Regions from separate parts of the Mus musculus genome. Here all the other regions are linked to region 1. The links are chromatin contacts, called in public HiCAR-type maps. All regions are on one chromosome and are shown on one strand. The core of a region is the stretch at or near the end of the contact, and the rest is flanking DNA. Distances in the headings are between cores, read along the strand shown.

Evidence for each region. HiCAR-type assays count read pairs that join an accessible place to other places.
Region 2: a contact with region 1 is called in a HiCAR-type map of astrocytes, with 4 times the contacts expected there. The contact joins the promoter of Zfp108 here to the promoter of Itpkc in region 1. A contact is called at or near these places in 1 of 39 promoter capture datasets (hippocampal neurons) and 1 of 115 datasets of contacts at active chromatin or transcription factors (astrocytes).
Region 3: a contact with region 1 is called in a HiCAR-type map of astrocytes, with 3 times the contacts expected there. The contact joins the promoter of Arhgef1 here to the promoter of Itpkc in region 1. A contact is called at or near these places in 1 of 39 promoter capture datasets (pre-B cells), 1 of 115 datasets of contacts at active chromatin or transcription factors (astrocytes) and 2 of 9 other capture datasets (adipose tissue and liver).

What each region holds. Positions count from the first base shown.
Region 1 is chr7:27,226,682-27,231,770 of GRCm38.p6, forward strand. Itpkc (inositol 1,4,5-trisphosphate 3-kinase C) reads right to left here and starts at 1,936. Exons shown (of 7, transcript NM_181593.3): 1 at 670-1,936. The coding sequence starts at 1,806. It also overlaps a transcript of Coq8b not described here.
Region 2 is chr7:24,251,915-24,257,003 of GRCm38.p6, forward strand. Zfp108 (zinc finger protein 108) reads left to right here and starts at 2,880. Exons shown (of 4, transcript NM_018791.2): 1 at 2,880-3,008; 2 at 3,919-3,976. The coding sequence starts at 3,962. It also overlaps a transcript of Zfp109 not described here.
Region 3 is chr7:24,900,583-24,905,671 of GRCm38.p6, forward strand. Arhgef1 (Rho guanine nucleotide exchange factor (GEF) 1) reads left to right here and starts at 2,404. Exons shown (of 30, transcript NM_001130151.1): 1 at 2,404-2,546. It overlaps Cd79a (CD79A antigen (immunoglobulin-associated alpha)), which reads left to right. Exons shown (of 5, transcript NM_007655.4): 4 at 651-719; 5 at 849-1,276. The coding sequence ends at 962.

The sequences.
Region 1 (5,089 bases), core at 686-3,185:
CAGGATGGGCCACAGAAGAATATCTAAGGAAGATAAATAAATAGAAGGAAAATGGGGGGAGGAGGGAGAGGGGGCAAATAGGCCAAGGGTTCAACCAATACATCTGAGATTTTGTTTTTAACATTGGTGTTTTGCCTCCATGTGTGTCTGTGTGAGGGTGTCAGATCCCCTGGAACTGGAGTTACAGACAATTGTGAACTGTCATGTGGGTGCTGGGATTTGAACCTGGGTCCTTTGGAAGAACAGCCAGTGCTCTTAGAGCTGAGCCATCTCTCCAGCCTCTTACTGGTGGTATTCTTAAGAGCTGGGCATCAGACTTCCTGCGGAGGAGTCCACAGAAGCCTTGCATGTAAAATTATGTGTGCACCTAGACTCACACACTGGCACAATCTCAGAGATCCCTTAGGCCTGATTAAGGTCCACTGCGGACCGCTCCCAAGAACTAGTGACAGAGGGGTTAAAGGAAAAGACAGAAATGAAAGAGCAAAGAGTAGGGGGTTAATGAAATGGGTTAGTCACCTGGTGTCACGGGGAAGTGACCAGTGAATGGAAGAGGGAGCGAGAGATGGAATTGCCGGCAGGTAGGTAAGAGTAACCTGGAAGAGGACTTTCTAAGCCAAGGCAAAAGGATGGGAGGACATGAGATTTGGGGTGGTGGGTCCTACTCACTCCAGCTCTGTCCTCAGGATCGCTGGTACCTCCGCCCCCGGCTACCAAGTCATCCTCAGATTCATCAAAAGAGGAGGCAGAAGAGAAGCCGCCAGTGCCCCCCTCAATCCGGGATTGGGGTCCCACCGGCTGGGCCTCAGGTTCAGGAGTCTCTGGGGTGATGATAAGGCGGGGCACAGGACACAGGGAGCTGCACTCCAGGTGGGAGCACAGGTTAGTCACCAACTCTCCAGGCTCTGATAAATCTAATGGATCATTTCCATTGGACTCCCCCAAAACGCTGTCATCCCGGAGGCCATCAGTGCCAGGTTGAGTCAAGGCACTCTCAGTGTCTTTTGAGGAAAAACCATCACTCCCAGGTTGTCTGCAGGCTGTCTGAGTACTAGGTCCTTTGAGAGAGTCATCAGTTTGGGACTCTATCCAGAAGCCGTCGGTGTCATGTGGAGTCCTGGAAGCATCCGCGGACAATTCTTTGCCGGAGTTATCAGCACTTGATTCTGGTGAGAGGCAGACTGGGTGAGTTTGGAGTTTGGACACGCCATGGTGGGTCCTAAGGTTATCAACCCTGGGCTTGTTGTCCCTCTCTGGCAGAGTCTGCCACATATCGGATCTGTCCAGTTCGGTCCAGGACTCATCAAACCCTGGTTGGGTACAGAGGCTGGCTCTCTTTGGCCGAGACTGGAGGTCAGATCTGTGAAGATCAGTTCGAAAGCCATCTGTCCAGGAACCGGCCATCTCCATCTCAACCAGGGGGCTGTTCCTTCTTGGATGTGTCTGGAGGTTGGACCCGTCTAGCTCCTTATTTTGCCTGGGCTTCTCCGACGCAACTACTAGGCCAGCTGCTTCGCACTCCGCGTGTCCATCTCCACAGGATTCTGCCTGTGGACCGTTCGGACACGGCGCAGGCTCGAGGTCGGTCCTCTCCGCCTCGGAGTGGAGGCTGGACTCCTCGATCCAGGCCCGGGGACCGCCCCCCTCCGGCCGTCCCGTCGGGCCACCTGCTCCCGGTCCAGGTCGTTGTAGTCCAGGCTGTCGCCGCCGCCCACCTCGCAGCGCCTCCAGCCCCATGCGGGCCTCGGCTGGCAGTGCGCCGGCCTCCGCCTCGCTCAGGCTCCCCCGGCACGGGCAGCGCCTCATACCCGCTCCCAGGGCCCGGGCTTTGGCCCGTCCGGCCCCTCCTTCCCCTTTAAAATCCTACGAGGGGTGTGGCTGGGGAGCCCCAACTCGTGGGTTCCGGCCCGCCGAGCTCCAGGCCGCTCGGATATGCAGGGGTTAACCGATACTCCACCTCCCAGGGAAAGCCCAAAACACGGCCCTCGCCGGAAGTGACGAGTTGACGAGTGTGGGGCGGAGCCTCGGATGCCACCGTGTGTCTCGCAGGGAACCAGCACTTGGCTTCTGATTCTGGTCAGGGTCTAGGTCGTGCGCCCCCGCGATCTTTCCCTACATCACTTACTCCGCCCCAGTAACAAGTTCAACCACGCACTCATTCAACATTCAGAGACAAGATGGACTTTCCAAAGACTTGAGACATCCCCACAGGCGTAAGTTTCAGTGCTTCCGCAGTCAATTCTCAAGCAGTTAGTTGCCTTCCCTTCCACTAAATCTCCCGTGAGAAGTCTGATGCATGGTGGTACAAACCTGTAATCCCAACACTTGGGAAATGGAGAGTGGAGGTTCAGAGGTTGTCATCCTTAGTTCCATGGCCAGTTCCTAGTCAGGGGTAGTCACACACGCACACAGAGGAGACAACTTGATGGTACAGCTTTTTATACCCGCACTCTGGAGGCAGAGGCTAACGGATCTATGTGAGTTCTAGGCCAACCTGGACCACATAGACCCCCCATCTCAAACACTCCTCCCCAATACACACAAAAGGGGAGGGGAATGAAATGACAGCAGGTCTGCCAAATCTGATGTCCTGAGTTCGAGCCCAGGACTGCAGAGTGCGAGATTTGTGGATAAATAAATTTATATGTGTTTGTTTTCAAAGAATTCCAGGGCTAGCCGGGTATGTGCCCTACACCGTTAATTACTGTACTAAGGAGTCAAAGGCAGGCAGATTTCTGAGTTCAAGGCCAGCCTGATCTACAAAGTGAGTTCTAGGACAGCCAGGGCTATTACACAGAAACCATGTCTTGAAAAACAACAAAACCCGGGCGGTGGTGGCGCACGCCTTTAATCCCAGCTCTTGGGAGGCAGAGGCAGGCGGATTTCTGAGTTTGAGGCCAGCCTGGTCTACAGAGTGAGTTCCAGGACAGCCAGGGGCTATACTGAGAAACCCTGTCTTGAAAAACAAACAAACCAACAACAACAGGGGAGAGAGAGAAAGAGAGAGAGAGAGGAAGGAAGGAAGAAAGAAAAAGAAAAACAACAAAAACAGTCTCAGGGCTGGAGAGATGGATCTGTAGTTAAGAGCCATTAGTCGCTCTCTTGAAGAATTGGGAGTTTGGTTTCTAGCACCCTGAATGGGGGTTCACAATCATCTCTAACCACAATTCTAGGGCATTGAACACCCTCTTGTGGTTTCTTCAGGGCATGCATAGCATGCACAGACATTTGCAGGCAAAATTACCCGCACACATAAAATTAAATCTTTTTAAGGCTGGCAGGGTGGCACACACCTTTAATCCCCAGTACTCAGGACAGAGGCAGACAGATCTCTGTGAATTTATGCTAGTTCCAGGTCAGCCAGAGCTACATATAGAAACCCTGCCTCGAATAATAAAGTACATAGGTAAGACCTTTTTAGGAAAGAATTCCAGGGCTGGAGAGATGACTCAGTGGTTAAGAGCACTGACTGCTCTTCCAGGGGTCCTGAGTTCAATTCCCAGCAACCACATGGTGGCTCACAACCATCTGTGATGAAACCGGATGCCCTCTTCTGGTGTGTGTCTGAAGACAGCTATAATGTACACACATAATAAATAAATCTTAAAGAAAAGAATTTCAATGTTTAAAACAATGAAGAAATCTCATGTCTAAACCATGGGTGATGGCACACTCATATAATCATATTACACAGGAGGCAGACACAAGACATTCTTATGTTTCACTAGCCCAACACCAACCTGGCCTACATGATAAGAGCCAATCTCAAAAAACAAGAGCCTGGGTTTTACATGGGCACAAGGTCTTGGGTTTAAAAAAATTATTTATTATTATACATAAGTACAGTGTAGCTGACTTCAGACACACCAGAAGAGGGCATCAGATCTCATTGGGGATGGTCTCTGGAAGAGCAGTCAGTGTGCTTAACCTCTGAGCCATCTCTCTAGCCCAGGGTCTTGGATTTTTGTTTGTTTGTTTGTTTTTGTTTTTTTGTTTTTTCGAGACAGGGTTTCTCTGTATAGCCCTGGCTGTCCTGGAGCTCACTTTGTAGACCAGGCTGGCCTCAAACTCAGAAATCCGCCTGCCTCTGCCTCCCGAGTGCTGGGATTAAAGGCGTGCGCCACCATGCCTGGCAGGGTCTTAGATTTTTAAATAAATAAATGAAGATGATTTCATGTCTAGAGGACTTATGTTCTAGGCTCTGACACTAGATCATTACCTCAAGGTTGGTTGGTTCTTTAATTACTTATGTGTACATGTGTGCCTGTGCAGGTGCATTCAGGTGCCTTTGGCGACCAGCAGGGGGCATCAGATCTGGAGTTGAGCTTACAGGTAATTGAAGCTACCTGGACACTAGGAACTGAACTCGGATCCTTTGGAAGAAAAGCAAGCATTCTTAACTGCTGAGCCCCAACTCCAGCACCTTGGGGGTTTGTGTGTGTGTGTGTGTGTGTGTGTGTGTGTGTGTGTGTGTGTGTGTGTGTGTGTGTGATAGACTTTCCCTGTATTCTTGGCTGTCCTGGAACTCACAGAGATCCTCCTGCCTCTGTCTCCTGAGTGCTGGGATTAAAGGCCTGTGCCATCACCACCTGATACCTCTTGTTTTCTAATGCCGAGGCTCACACATGCTGTATCACTGACATATACCTGCAGCTCCATGCTTTCCTCTTATTTATTTTGAGGTAGGGTCTCAAGTAGCCCAGTCTAGCCTCAAAACCAAGGATAGCCTTAAATTCTTGCTTTCCCCGCCTCTTTCTTCCAAATGCAGGGATTATAGACATGCACCACCATGGCTGCCTTCATGATCCCAGTGTACCAGGGAGAGCTTTGAGTTCAAGTTCTACCCTTTCCTTGCCCTTGTTTATGTCATCTGCAATGAACTCAGATACATGGAGTTTGTGGTGCGAGGCCACTGTGAGCAGTGGCCCTGTGGGATTATCCACTGAGGTGATTTTTCAGCCTGTCCCTTATGGCAAGCAGCCTGCAGCTCCTGAGTCAGACCCTCACCTTTGGAAGAGGACTGGAGGTGCTTTCAATCTTGAAATTGAGTCACCCATTGGAGGGACATTGGGCACAGGCCCAAGGTTTC
Region 2 (5,089 bases), core at 1,630-4,129, 3.0 Mb before region 1:
TATATCCCTCATTTGTTGCCACAGAGTAAAGGCATTACTGGGGACTTCCCTAGATGAATTTTCCTCATGAAACTTCCTCATAACTTTATCTACTCGCTTCCAATCCTCCAATGTTAAGCTTCCCTTCTCTGGAAACCAAGGGCTGATTTTTTTTTTTTTTTTTGCACGAAATAATAAAATTCTTGTAAGGATTTATCCGAGACCTTTAGACCTCTGCCAGACAACACGTGCTTAAAGACCGACAGAAACAACCATTTCTTTTTCGATTCTGACTGCTCCATGGTAAAACTTACTTGTCCTCCTCAAACTGACGATTCTTATCAGTGGGCCTGCAGCGCTCTGATGAGATCCTATCCTTGCCTGAGAAGTAAAAAACGAAAAGGGAAAAAGGAGAGAAAAGACTTACCTGTCTGATGTCCTGGTTCAAGGCGCCAGCTGCCACAGATGAACCTCACTTGGGTCCTTGATCCATGGGCGAAACTTGGGTTTCGGTTACAGGTAGGCAAAGAGTCGGGAAGAAGGAGGGGTGACAAACAGACATGACACAAGGGAGTGTGGATCTGAATGTAATGTCTTAAAGCAAGCACTAGTCTTATAATACAGAAAGCAAAGGAGTCGGATATCACAGCAGGCAAGGTACATCGAAGTATATGACACAAAACAGAGGAATGCCTACAAAGGACTGGCAGGAACCAACTCGGATAAAATACAATGTTAACAACTGGGATCAAAAGCAGCTCCACCTAAGGTCCACTTAATCTTAGAAGTCAGGTGTAGTCTCCCCTCCCCCAGCCTGAAACCTGCTTGCTCAGGGGTGGAGCTTCCTGCTCATTCGTTCTGCCAGGCCCACTGCTAGAACCTGCGGAGCCACACACGTGCACCTTTCTACTGGACCAGAGATTAGCGGGAGTCGGGTCCCCTCCCCCTTCCTTTATAACTAGTGTCGCAACAATAAAATTTGAGCTTTGATCAGAATAAATTTGTCTTAGCTCCGTTTCTTCTTTCGCCCCGTCTAGATTCCTCTCTTACAGCTCGAGTGGCCTTCTCAGTCGAACCGTTCATGTTGCGAGCTGCTGGCGGCCGCAACAGTCAGGGGCAAGGGCTTCGCGCCCTTGCCATAGTTCCTATTCTAGTCTATTGTATAGTCCACCTCCCCCTTAGGCCATTGTAAATTCCTGTGTATGGGTGTAACTCAGCTATCTATAGTTCTAAGTATCTACTCTGGTTCCTCCTTAGACCACAACCTTCCTTCTTCCTAAATAATGGTAAATTCCTGCATATGGGAGTAGTTTGCCCTGAGATTTCTAACTCTATGTAGTAGATAATAATGCCTGATTTCTTTCACTATCTCTCTTACAATACTAGAGGCAATTCTGAATGTCACTGAATAGGCAACATTCTTACTGAATTCAAAGCCCTTGGTCGGCTCAAGGACTGCCTAGGATTGATGAGGAATCTAACTTAGCTAAATATCAAAAATGAATCCTTAGAAGCACTTATAATAAAGTAATATTAAGGGAAAGCACACAGATCTGTTTACCAACTAAAGCATGGACATTGGAGCATTCGTTATTCAGGATGCCACAGTTCCAGGAGACTTTTTGCCTCAGGACAGTGCCCAGGTTTTTGGGGCCAGTTGCACGTGTCACTACTGGAGTAGATGTAGCACCTGCCCTGCTGATTTAAGTTCCACTTGCAACCTTCCAGGGACTTTCTATTGCCACCACTGAGAATGTGAAAATTAGGGGATAGGATGGAAGACAGACAGGGACCCCTACATTAAAATAGAACTTACCTGCAAACCAAACTGTAAGACCCACCACCCCATTATACTCAAATCCTAGGACCCTCTTCCCTCCTTATGCAGACTGGGAAGTAGAACTTGATATGTTTATAAAATGATAAATGGGGGTGGGGTGGGGTGGATACGTTCTATAGGGGTGTGGTGAGGTATGGGGGAAGCGGGTGCCTCAACAGGCCCATGCCAAGACATCCCTTCCCACTGTGGAACCAGCCACACGATGGTATAGTATAGAATAGAGTTTATTCAGGGCTTGGGGAGGGGAGTTTAGAGGGTAGTAGGGCAGAGAATGGGAGAGAGAAGTAGAGGAGAAGAGTAGAGGCTGGCCATGAGCACGTGGAGAAAGAGGGGGGAAGGTATGAGGGGACAGAGCAGGAGCAAGACGGGAAGAGCAAAAGAACAAGAGGACAAAAGAAAGAGGAGAGGGCAAGCAACCACTTTTATAGTGGATCCGCCTACCAGGCTGTTGCCAGATAATTGTGGGGAGGAGCATACCTAGGTGTTGCCAGGTAACTGTATGGTGGAGCTTAGACAGAATGTTAACCGAACTCACTAGGGCATCCAGAGCTTACCTATGCTAATCTGACTCAGGAACAGAATTTTCTATCCAGAAGTTGGCAAAACTTGAGACCCTGTTCCCCATAAGCCCCCTGGCTAAAGGGTTGAAAACTGGAGCCAGGATAGTTATGCCCTCTGGTCCTGTTACTGCACCTTCCTACAGCCAAGACAGAGACCTACCCTTTGAGATTTCTAAACCATGGGACTTAGCTGGTAGTCACTATAAAGGTCAATTTTAAATTTCTCAACGAAACAAGGCCAAATATGACTAAAGACTGTTGATTTTGTCTGGACCCACAACTTCCTTTCTAAGCGAGAGTGGTACTTTTACATTTCCCAAAAAGCAATTTCCACCGACCTCACTCTAGTTAAAATAGCTTGGAACCTTCTCGTTCTGGGAAATGTAGTCCCAGAAAAAGCTCCAGACCGATGAACTTCCGCCGAGGCATTCTGGGAATTGTAGTTCTGGAGCCATTAGCAGCTAAGTTTGCTTCAGCTCCAGAAGGCTAGGCTGCCTGGCAGTGCTTCCTTCCAGTGAGGTGAGAGCTTGGAGCATCCCGCAGGCCTTCTGTGCGCTGTGCCCCGGTGTGTCCTCTCAGGGACGAGTTTGCATTCCGGTGTGTCCTCTCAGAGACGAGTTTGCATTCCGGTGTGTCCTCTCAGAGACGAGTTTGCATTCCGGGGAAAAGCGGGGCAGCTGTGGCAGCGACCCGTCCTTTTTAACTGGGTTCTGCCTGAGGCCTCCTGCCCTGATTCCTGGACCCATCTCAGCTGCTGGTGGAACCCCGGGAGAGTCTAGCTTCCCACTGGAGCCTGGCAGAGAAGCTGTGGTGACAGATGGCCAGTGTCATAAAGCCTTAAGTGGCAACTCTTACTTTTATGTGTTTTTGTTTTGATTTGGTTTGGTTTTGCATTTATTTATTTAAGAGGGGAGGGTTGTGTCACAGCTTATGTATGGAGGTCAGAAGACAACTTGTGAGAGTCAGGTCTTTCCTTGCACCGTGTGGTGTTCAGGGACTCGAACTCGCCCCATCAGGCTCAGCTGAAGTCACTTCTACCCACTAAGCCATCTTGCAGGGCTTAGATTTCTATTGGTCATTATCTTCGTGCATGTGGAAAAAGAGACTCTGGAGGCTCTGGCAGGTCAATAATGTTTGCTAATTATGAAGCCTTTTAGAGCAGGATACAGAGAGGTTTAACTTCACTCCCATGTATGGAAACAATAACATGTAAGATAGCTGTCACAATTGACAGACCCTTCTGAGGCTGGTGGTCAGTCATGACACAGCATGCATCAGACTTCTGGGGCTGCTTAAACATTTGTGTTTTCTGGGAAACCCATCACCACAGGCAGCCTTGTGAAGGTAAGAGTGCCCAGCACCCCTGAAGCTTCCAGAAATAGAGAATGTGGTGAGTGAGTCTGGTAACCCGGAGGCTTAGTAGGAAGTAGGCAGAAAAGCCTGGTCAGCGCGCACAGCCCTTGGGGCTGATGGAGAAGCTGAGGAAGCCACGTGGACCAACTGTCCTAGCAGTGTTCTCACGAAGCCTCTCTTCCCCAGCTTGCTTCCCAGAGCCCTGCCTTGTCTCAAAGAGAAGAGAACAATGACCAAGTTACAGGTAAGTCGGGTTGCTTCCCCCATCCCCACAGTGGTAGGGATTGAAAACAGGACTCCTGCATGGCGGGCAAGTGCTCTACACAGAGCCTCTCTGAACTGCATGAAGGAAGAGGGGAAGTTGCTGAGAAGAAAGGTCTGGAAGGAGGAGGGATAAGAGAGGACAGTGGGACATGTGCTCAAAGTGCACTGCACATGGGAAAGTGTACAAGGATGAGTAAAAAGAATTTGAAAAAGTGGGCTGCAGAGATGGCTCAGTAGTTAAGAGCACTGGCTCAGTTTGGTTCCCAGCACTCACACCTGATAGCTTACAACTGCCCGTAACTCCAATTATATGTAATTAGAGGATGTCCAACGCCCTCTTCTGGCCTAATTTTATTTTACAATTAAGTATGAGTTCTTCATACTCGTGTTTATGATTTTTTTCATTTAATAATTTTTCATTAGTATTGGGTTTGTGCTTTGTGAGCATGTCAAGACATGATGTAGACTTCAGAGGACAGCTTTCAGGAGTCTCTCTTCTTCAATCTTGTTGAAGTAGCATCTCTTGGTTTGGGGACTCTGGGACAGGCTGCTCTGTCCTGGTGCTCAGTGGCAGCCATCCTAGCCTAATTGGCAAGTTCTAGGACACTGGAGGACCCTGTCCTAAAAACAAACAAACTACCCTAGACAGCACCTGAGGAAGGACACCAGAAGTTGGATTGTAGCCTATTCATGCGTGCACACATACATGCACACAGAAAAGTGTTCATTCATATTTCCTGCACGGGGCGTCCTGTGCATTCATTTCCTGAACAACCAGGGAGCGTCTGGCTGCCACCAACTGCACGGCTTCTGTGGTTGATCCAATTCAGATGATGAAGGAATGAAGGAAGGACAGACTCACAGACACGTGTACAGACAAGCTGGGATCGAATGAGCCGTGTGCTCTGATAGAGACTCCCCAGCAGCCTAGAAAGACAGTGCATGTATTATACAACGCTGAGCACCCAGGGGCATGATTCAGGAACCTGAAACACTAATGCAAAAGGGAGTGCTTCCCATGGTGGTACCCAGCTCCCCAGCTCCCCAGGGCCATCAGTTCCAGGGAGTAAATGCTTGTTTTTCAACAATAGTG
Region 3 (5,089 bases), core at 1,154-3,653, 2.3 Mb before region 1:
TTACAGGCAGGTGGCACCACCAGTTTTATTTTTGTTTGTTTTAATTTTTGTTTTGTGTTTTGTTTTGTTTTTGTGGGGAGGGTTAGACAGCATTTTGCTATGTAATTCAGGCTGGGCTAGAACTCACTCTATAGATCATATTGGTCTGGAATTCCCAATCCTCCTGCCTCAGTTTGCCAAGCACTGGAATTACAGATGTCCAGCACCACTCACTCCCTGCTCGCCGTTCTGCTTGTCATTGAGGAGCAGTAGAGAGCTAGCATGGTGGTGCACAGCTTTGACCCTAGCAGCACTCAGGAGGCAGAGGCAGGCGGATCTCTCGGGAGCCAAGGCCAGCCTGGTCCACGTACTGAGTTCCCAGGTAGTTCTTGCTAGATAGAGATCCTCAGAGCATCAGTGGAGTGGCAGGGAGGTGCAGCAGTCCACTTGAGACAGGGAGATTGCTTAAAGTTTGAGGCCCATAAAAAGAAAGAGAGGAGAGGGGCAGAGACTAGAATCTGCCAAGATCCTGATGGTGGGATCTGCCTTGATGGTGGGGAGCACAGTATCCCTCACTCTTTCTGATAAAGCACTTGCTAGTAGGAGACAGTCTAAAAACCCTTCACCTCCCTCCTTGCTAAACGTCGCTTCTACTTCATCCCCTTCTGTAGAAACGGTGGCAAAATGAGAAGTTTGGGGTGGACATGCCAGATGACTATGAAGATGAAAATCTCTATGAGGTAAGCACTGTTTGCAGCAGGCGTCGGGTGCATGGGGTGTGGTGTCTGCCTTGAGTCTCACCCTGGAGTTGACTGGACGCTGGGGCTCCAGCTGTCAGGGTACTGATGTCTCCTCTCTGACCCCTGCAGGGCCTGAACCTTGATGACTGTTCTATGTATGAGGACATCTCCAGGGGACTCCAGGGCACCTACCAGGATGTGGGCAACCTCCACATTGGAGATGCCCAGCTGGAAAAGCCATGACTGACATGTCCCACCCTTCCCTGCCTGCCATATGTCTGACTCCAGCATCCCTGCCTCCCCACTCTTCCCCTGGAGTCCCCCCTTCCCAGTGCTTGCTCCAGCCACTCGAGTGGCCTACCCTTGCCTCCAGGCTGCCCCACCCTATTCTCCCACCTAATCTTGTCCTTCCCCAAGTCCAGCTCCCTCTCTAGTGGGTAATGAGCCCTTAATCGCTGCCTCTAGGGGAGCTGATTACAGCAGCCTCGTTAGTGTCACCCCCCCTCCTCCCAGATCTGTCATGGCCACTTAAGTGATAATAAATCCTTCCCAAAGCAGCCCTTGGCAGGAGTCATGGATCTCATGTAGACTGCTCCTCAACACTGCCAGGGAACCAGGAGCAGAAAACCCAAGTCCCCTCCCCCCTCAGACCCAGGATTCTAGGTTCAAGTTCTCACCTGACCACTTCTGAGATCTGGGACCAGACAGTTCTTGCTGTCTGTCTTCCCCAACCCCCTCCCCCCAAAATAACAGGAAGTCTCTTGGGGAAGTCCCCACCCCAATTGAAATGCTGGTTTATCTCCCTTATAGGGCCTCACCCTCCTCATGTCCCAAAGCAAGGGGGAACCAGCCCGGGTGTTACCAAATTTTTACCTATATTTAAACTCTGAGAACACAAGATATTATTTTCTGGAGTGGGGCCTAATTCCCTCATGGGTTCACTTGCATAAGGCAGATTTGGAGAGTTTCTGTCAAGAACCGGGGGGAGGGGGATGACAGAGAGAGCTAGAGTGGTGTGACAGTCATTGGGATGGGAAGAGCAGACTCAGGTTGTTAAAAGACAGGAGGCCAAGAGGAGACTCAGTGGGATCCCCAGAGACAAGGATGCAGAGATAAATAGCCAAAGGAAGAAGCAGACACAAACTGGCTGGCCTGATAATAACAGTTGAGGAAAGGACAAAGCCTGAAATCTCAGAGCATGAGAGAGACAGCCAACAGCAAGAAATGGGCCCAGCGTGATCAAGGCACAGAGGAGCTGCAGCAGGGAGAAGCAACAGAGGCCAGAAAGCAAGGAGTGCCTGGATGGGCCCCTGACCTTGTGGGCAGGAAGGCCTTCGAGCTTCGAAAAAGAGATCAGGGTGGTGGCGCGCACCTTTAGCTTTAATCTCTCTACTCCAGAAGCAGAGACACCTGAGTTCGAATCCAGCCCGCCTTACACAACAAGTTCGAGGCCAGCCAGGGCTACATAGGGAGCCCTTGTCGCAAACTAAGAGAAAGAGAGAGTAAGGGCCAGGGCAGGAGCTGGGCAACAGCAGGGAGGGCGGCGGAGGCGGACAAAGGCGAAGGGGAGCCGGGCGGGGCCGGGTGGGGACGCGCCCGCGGGGAAAGGAGGAGCCGCGCGGGCGGCGAGAAGGGGAAGGAAGCCGAGGTGCCGGGCGGGCACGGGGCGCGGGCAGGAAGCGGGGAGGGGCGGCGGGCGGGGGCTCCGGAAAAACGCCCCGACTTCCTGCCCGCCAGAGCCAGGAAGCCGGAGTCGGGACACCGGGCCCGGGATCCCCGAGCCCGACCTCGGGCGCCTCGCCGGTCACCTCCCCGCGCGGACACCAGGTACACTGTCCCTGGCCCCGCCCGGCCTCCTCCTCCAGCCGCCGCAGGGAGGAGCAGGGAGGGGACCGGGCGCGGAGGGCCTCCCAGGGTGCGCCCAGTGAACCTGCAGCCGCCTTTCTCTGGCCTCGGTTTTCTCATCTGTCAAAGAGAGCAAAGAGAAAACCCGGCGCGTTGGCGCCCGCCTGTCATCCCAGGAGTTGGGAAGCAGAGACAGGAGGATTGCCATGAGTTCGAGGTTAGCTTGGGCGACCTAGCATGAACCTGCCTCAAAAGAAAAAAAAAAAAAAAAACAAAACAAAACAGAGAGAGAGAGAGAGAGAGAGAGAGAGCACTTGTCGAGAGCACAAGTAGGTAGAGATCCAGGCTCCCAGCGAAGAACGATAACACTCATTTATCAGCAGGGAAACTGAGGCCCAGGGAGTCGGACTGCCTTGTCGTAGGGACAGAGCATCTGGGACTTGAACTCAAAGCTGTTTCCTGTAAAGAGCTGTCCCTGCGATCATGGATGCTTGATTAGAGCTCCCTAAAATAAACAAATATCTCTGCAGTACATTTTAAAGCCGAGACTTACAGAGCGTTAAACACGTCTCAGAAAGCTTTTTTCCTTACCCTCTCTGTGGTATTAATTATACTCTGGGAGATGGCTGTAGGGGAGAGAACCGGAAACATATCCTCATTGAACAGATGGGAAGACTGAGGCCTAAAGGGAAGTCATTGCATTTTGCAGGTTAGTCTATCAGAAGAAAATATATGCTCGAGCGCATGAGTGTTTTATGCTTTTGTTTGTGTGTGTGTGTGTGTGTGTGTGTGTGTGTGTGTGTCTATCTATGTGAGGGGGTTCTGTTTTTGTTTTGTTTTTTCTTTCCAATTACAGCGGGAGGAGTTGACAGTGGTGACAGAGGGTATACAAGCATTTGGAATTTAATAGGTCCGAGTTGGGGAGGTAGAGCTCATGTGAGGTCCCGATAGGTGCTTAGGACCTGAGCGACTTGAAGTTTCTCCGAGATTGAGCCCTAACCAGGCAATGGAACCATGCACCACTCCTGCTAAGGGGGCGGGGCCCAGGAGAGTGACAGGGGCAGTCGAAATACGGAAACAAGGGTCCTCCAAGGCAGACCAGAGCGGCCCTATCGGGCCAGCGTGGCGCCGTGTATTGCGATACCCGCCGGCAGGAGGAGTGGAGTTGCCGAGGCCGGAGAGCGGTAGGAGGCGGGCTAGAGCGGCCGGAGGGAGGAGTGGAGCTGGACGCAAAGGCGGCCTCTGGCTCGGCTAGAGCGACTCTGCGGCACGGGTGGGGGAACCTGGAGCTCGAGCGCGGAGGCTTCGGTTCCTGAGGCTGCAGTGGCTTGCTTCTCTTCCCATCCGACAGGTGAGATAGGCAGCCCTTGGTTGCCGTGAAACCTGACCCCACACGTCTTCCCTGCCACCCACACCACCACCGCTGCAGAATTAGTGAGCGCCTGTTGTAGATCAGCCACGTCCCACGTAAGATTTAGGGCTCGTGAAGACCCGCCACGTTACATAGGTCAATAAGAGCTCACATACCTTCCAGGTTTCAGGAAGCCTTTCACGGAGACCTGGCTTTTAACATAAGCATAGGCTTCTCATAGATCAAGGCAGGGCCCTACAGAACCCACCACACACCACTATCGAGGTCCCATAAACCATTAGTTTTCCCTTTAGAATCACCATCTCTCTGGATTCTTGAGGCCCACTATATGTCAAATAGAATGTGGGGTTGTATACATTCCAGGGCCCTCGTAGTTTTTTTCAAGGCTCCCAGAAGTTCTTGGAGACCTAAATAATCCAGTCCAAAGGCTTGTTGAATGTGAGCCCTTAGGACCCAGGCGCCTTTATGTGTTTACTTCTTCAGGACCCCCCCACACACACACACACACATACACACACACACACACACACACACACACACACACACACACTGCATAGACCTAAACCTGCCCTGACTTCCCCTGTCCACCCCACCTCCAGAGCCTCAAGTGCAAAATGCTCCCTCTGCCGGACAGTAGTGGACTTTGTCAGTTGCTTCATTTTGCCAGCTTTACCTATGTCTACTTTTCAAATCCTCTTTGAGCCCAGGTTTCTGGAGCTGCTGGGTCCATCCTGGGTGTCTGCAGAAGTCACGGCAGCCACATGACCTTTCCAGGCACCATCAGACCTGATGTATCTCAGAATAGATGCACATTTTAGTATTCCAAGGTCAAAGTGTGTGTGTGTGTGTGTGTGTGTGTGTGTGTGTAGCAGTGTTGTGTGCTGAATGTTTAAACTGTGGAACCAGACTGCCTGAACCTGAATCCTGGCTCTGACTCTCATAAGCCATGCCTCAATTTCCCCCTCCTGTAAATCAGCAATAAGAATAATAGTGACACCCTCCTCTCCTAAAACAAACCAAAATAATGCTGGCCTCATTGGGTCAGTAAGAGGATTAAATTCATTAACATCTGTAGACAGACCCTGAACCCTGCATAGAAACTAAGCCTGTGTGTGCTGTCTTTGCTGTGTCTGACACATACTGAGAACACGTG